Regions from separate parts of the Danio rerio genome. Here region 2 is linked to region 1. Evidence: chromatin contacts called from public Hi-C data. All regions are on one chromosome and are shown on one strand. Each heading gives the region's core, a stretch centred on a gene start, on an enhancer-like site or on the middle of the called end of the contact. The rest is flanking DNA. Distances are from core to core; before and after follow the strand shown.

Region 1 (2,744 bases), core at 184-2,683:
ATAAAGTTCATACAGTAATTACTTTGTGATAATCTTTCACTCAATTGAATGTTAACACCTTAAATTTAATGTAATAAAAAAACATGCAATAAAATTAAAAAACTAAAAACATTAATTTGTAAAATAAAATAACATATTAAAATCATATCATTAAAGCATGTTTAAAAAGGATAATTAATGTGTTTACAAACAATAGTGTTGTTTAATTGGTTGTACACTAAAGGTAAATTCCCAAATGGCCAACCTACAGTGTAAAAAATATAATTCAAGAGTTCATAATAGCTGATGATTGATTATAAAGTGTGTTTAGCATGCTGTCCCGGAAGAGAGCCCTGCATAAGATCCCTGAGCCCTGTGCTCCCTCTCATTTGCAAGGCAAGAGGGGAGTTTGAGCTCAGGTAGATCTCAAGAACTCCCCTGTTATTTGTAGCTAATGAACAATTAAGGATTGCTATGAATAGATAACTGCTTACTAGGAGCTTGTCTATGGTGCTGATTTGGATTAGTCAAATTGACTTAATTTGCATGTTTTGGGATGGTGGAAGGAAACCAGGGGACCCAGGGGAAACCCACATGAGCATGCAGAGAACACATAAACGCCGCACAGAAATGTCGACTGACTTGGTACTAGAATCATTGATGTTCTTACTGTGAGGCCATTCCACCCAGAAAGGAGGAGGAGTAGGGGTGGAAGGGGGTATTTTTCAAAATGAAGATGACTGTGATATGGAACTTAGGTTATTTATGGTGATCATCTGATCGGTGTATCATGAATTGGCTAATGTGGGACAAACCGTGATCAATCATAAGCACATGATCCTCTCAAAATTATTTTATAATTAAACTTCATGTGAATTAGCAGTTGTCTGTATATTGTTTTTCTTTTTTTCCTGTTTATTTATGCTTTTGAATTGCATTATGGGACTTTGATCGTTCAACCAACTACTTTTGACCTTCACAAGATAGAAAAAGTGACTTTTATTAACATTTTTAAGAGTTTAAAAGTGATTTGGGGTTGTATATTAAACTACAAAACAGTGTAATAAACTGCCATTACATTTTCTGTTCCTTCTCTATACATCATTTCTTGTGCATTATATTATTTCTAACTACTAAAATGTCAATAAAAGTCTCTTTGTTAAAAGGTAGAGTTAAATTTTCAACATCAAAAATCAACAGAGCAGAGATCAACATCCCATAATGCACAACCATAAATAAAAGGAAAACACAAAATGTGGAAACTTTTAATTTAGCAGATTTTTTTTTACAAGTAGTTAATTAACCTTATATTAAATCTAACACACTCTTATTGTTTAGCACACATCAGTGGTATGAAAAAGACCCGATTCATTCCACCATCTAGAAAAAGAGCTATTAAAAAAAAAAAAATGAAAAAAAAAATTCCTGGTTCCCAAAGAACCAGATGAGTGAAGTGTCACAGTAACTGCGTGTTAATATTTGAAGGTGCAGGTAAATGTGAGGTCTCATGGCTAAGGAAAGGTAGAGTCAAATGGAACGCATTCAGGCGCTGGATTGGAACAGACCGACCCCATGAAACAAAACGCAAAGGTAGGTTCTGCTGGTAGAGTTTCAGGATTTATAAACACAAACAGAAGTTGTTTCATTTTCATTCTATTTACCATCACAGTACCCAAGGTATCTTCAATAAGTGCAAGCAAAAGACATCCAGTAGATGAGAGTCCTGTGGATGTCAAGATGTTTATCCCATATGACTCCGCCAAGCTTTGCATAACTCAAGTATGTAGATATCACTCCTCATGCTTATGCAATATTTTTTTACTCTGGAGTAGAGTTTGGGAGTGTTCTGCATTAGTCACATGTCTGTCACTCCCTCTGTTGGCCTGGAGCCTCAGGGTGAAGTTAAATGTCTTGTCATGTGCTTTTTGGTTCTTCTGAGAGCAAGGCCTATTATGAAACAACTCAAAGCCACAATTCATACTGATTCTCTGATCAACTTTTATTTTCCCAAATATTTAATCTCCATCAAAAAGGCTTACTAGCCTAGTAATCAACACCAAAGCATACATTAAAGTGGTTGGATTTACCATATCATTTTGAATGTCATGCGCTCCAGAGGTTGCATGTTTATGGCCTCATCCCATAAGAAATATGATATTATGGTAATATATGCAAATTACATACCTATATGGCATATATACAGTTCATGTTTAGATTTCTCATATATAAAATATGTATGACCCACACAGAATCTGCACGTGCAGAAATCTGCAGATTCCACAGATTTTTAACCCCTCGTTGAGTCTATTTATTTACTTGTGTAAATGTGTGTACATTTTTATTAATTCAGTTTTTTAATTTGATTTCAGTAATATTATTGACTAAAAATGTTCATATGATTTATTTACAATACAGTTTGTAAAGTAATATTTTCGGTCTTGCAGTAGATATTATATAAGAGACTTGCTTTGTTTTTCCAAATAAGTGGTTCTAATGGGATTTGCATTGTAATCATTAAATAAAAGGTAAAAAGGTATTATTTTTTATGTCATATATCATTTTTTTATGTCATAGTTTTTAGTTAAGATACTCCCAAAATTATTCCACATAAATCCACAGATTTTTTACTAAATTCTCTACAGAAATAGCCAAAAATATTCACAGATTCTGTCTGCCCCAATTGGCCCAAAATATAAACATATATTTTTTTTTCAATCGTTGGAATTACTATGTACGTATATCTTCAGATATATTACCTCTAATAT
Region 2 (2,744 bases), core at 95-2,594, 150 kb after region 1:
GATAATGTACGATTCTGGTAGAATGTCCCAAATAGGTGCATCCCGAGTAAATACTAAACTTTTTTATATCTTTTGTTTATTAGAGTAGATTAGAGGGGATTTGTTGTGAATATTAGTAAGACTGTTTTGTTTGGTTCCTTTCTTTAGCACCAACCATCGGCAGTCTTTCTAATATGTTACTGTTTATTGTATTCGATTTTGTATATATTGCAAATATCTCACTCACTGATTCACCCTCACTTTTTGTAAATGAATCATCATCATTTTGTTCACTAATTCTTGTTTTCCATCCTTACTTTGTAAAACAATTTACTTTTGAGTTCAGCCAAAAACCAATACCTCAGTTTAATGTGCACCCCATTCCCCTGGACAAAAATGGGTTTTAACAGACCCTAATAAAAACTAAACATACAAGGATAATGTGTTTATTCAACTTTTGCATTGTGTATAAATGACATTTTACTAAAACTGATGATTTTGTGACTGGGTTTGTGGTGCAGAGTCACATATGCTTGACATACCTTTATCAGCACAACAGCTTAAAGGATTGAGGTGAAGTTGGTTAAATATTCGCACATTTGGACTCTTAATAACAATATATTTAAATAACAGTATTATTTAAACATTTTAAATAGTAAAATCATATGAGCAGCCAACTATTATCAAAGTACAACATTGTCCACAGTCAATTAAATAGTGCTAATGTTGTTTTTAAGTCATAATTGCATGCGGTTTCAAAGCAAATATTCAAAGTAACGTTAGCATGGTAAATAATATAGGGACTGTTAATATGAATGAATGTGCGAATATAAAAGCACCTTTGCCTCATTCTTAAAGGAAACAAACTGACTGGTTCCACTATGTCTATGTTTTTGTTAGCACGAGCTTACCTTGACTTGTGCGGTTGCACCATACTTGTCATTTTTGTAGGCAGTGACATTCTGGTGTTTCTGTCCTCGCGATCTGGAAACGTTTCCTTTTTGAGAGCTCATCTCGAAGCTAAAGTGCCTCCAAGATATTAAAACGCCTAAAAAAGAAACCGCGTGGCGTCCCACGTTAACGGGCTATTATTGACGCAATGCGAAAACAGCGGAAGTAAATAGCAATTGGTTAAAGCCTGTCAACTTCACGCAGAAGATTAATGTACTAACTTTACAAAACATCACAAACGGTACACATGTAGAGCTCTTTTGGTTGAATCCCGGTAATTAAACTACTACAGCAATATCTAGAGATATACTTAAACAATGATATAAACTCATTAATCAACATGTTATTGTGGTTTCGTGCTCAGGGAGGACGCGTGTGATTGGTCGAGCATATCTAACACTTAATCTGATTGGCCGTTAGGGCGTTCAGCGTTGACGTTGATATCCGGCATTCCGCAAGAAAATCAGAAGAAACGCCAGCAGTGGGCACGCGTTGGTGTGAGATGAGATCACCCGTACTGGACGGATTAGAGTAGAAATTCTGGTCTGCTTAATAACGTCACCCATACATTAACGCCGTCAGCTTTTGATTTCGTTTGATAATTTAATAGTGACCACATGTTGACAAGATCGGACGGACCACAGGCAGGCTTTGAGGGACTCTTGTTTGGGCTTGGTGGAAGGAGTGATTGTTTAAAGGCTGTTCTTTATCTGCTTCTTCTGCATATAACGTTACGGTGACTTCAGCAGATCAAAACATTTCTGCCTGCACAAATCCGTTTCCAGGATCAAGACCTTCTAAAACAGGTAGAGTACAGATTTAATTAGCTAATTAGCTGAACATGCTAATCAAATAATTCGTTCCAGCTTTACAATTAAACTGTCACACTCGTAAAATAACGCGATTAGTATGTTAACTAAGCTTGTTTTGGGTAACAAACACTTACTATTGATTACTAGTCATATCTAGTAAACTATAGAAAAATTCTAATGTCACTGTTTATTTGAATAAAAGGTTTTATGGGGCAGTTGTGTAGTCTAATTTTTGGGTTTATTTCTATATATAGGAGAAAAAACTATTTAAGGAAAAATATGTATTTAAAATAAGAAGAAAAAATATATATAGTTAAAACTATTTCTAGTGAGTGAAACAGCTTCTTGTATTTCACTTGTATGTGAATTTAATGTAAAATATGTCATTTGGGATTCCATGTGTTATACATAGTATTGTGTAGTATTGTTTTATTGCTTTTGCTTTCCCCTCAAAGTCTAAATTTCCCAAAACATCAAGATGGTTTCCTGCCTAATGAAACTGAAGGCGGAGATTTGATTATCATGGGCCAGATCTAGGTCTGATTTGTATTGTCTTTTCCAAACTGTGGTATGTCAGAGAGCTGTTAAACCCCGTTTCTGGTACTAAACCACGGTGATGTCACCTGCTTGGCATATGAAGACCTTCCAGGAAATTATAGTCTCATTTTTTTTGGTTATTAGGAAGCTGTTATGTGGATTAGTTATGATACATTTTCCAGATTTGTGAAACTTTGGATATTCCAAAGATGTCTAAACTGTAGACTACAATCTAATATAATGAGGTGGATTTTCATCTGGTGTGACTCACAGATAAAGTGAGCTGATCGATGATAACACACGTCAACTATCCTAAGGGCGAAGTTTGAGTTAATATCAATGGCATCAAATTAGAACAAAGACCGAAACTATTGCACGTGCTGAAAAACTGACCTGGATATTGAACCTTTTTTGCTAATGAAATCTATTTTTAATCCAGATAAGGTTTATGCTGTGTTTTGTATC

What was found. A called contact is a pair of places that touch in the nucleus more often than the background predicts.
Region 2: a Hi-C map of an unstated tissue shows a contact between it and region 1, with 3 times the contacts expected there. The contact joins the promoter of zgc:101016 here to the promoter of LOC110439812 in region 1. A contact is called at or near these places in 2 of 18 Hi-C or Micro-C datasets (caudal fin and an unstated tissue).

What each region holds. Positions count from the first base shown.
Region 1 is chr5:26,202,126-26,204,869 of GRCz12tu, forward strand. It overlaps LOC110439812, which reads left to right and starts at 1,434. Exons shown (of 20, transcript XM_073952170.1): 1 at 1,434-1,569; 2 at 1,649-1,758. The coding sequence starts at 1,717. It also overlaps a transcript of kifl not described here.
Region 2 is chr5:26,356,475-26,359,218 of GRCz12tu, forward strand. It overlaps zgc:101016, which reads right to left and starts at 1,345. Exons shown (of 4, transcript NM_001004001.2): 1 at 891-1,345. The coding sequence starts at 992. abhd17b (abhydrolase domain containing 17B, depalmitoylase) reads left to right here and starts at 1,414. Exons shown (of 3, transcript NM_001002744.1): 1 at 1,414-1,736.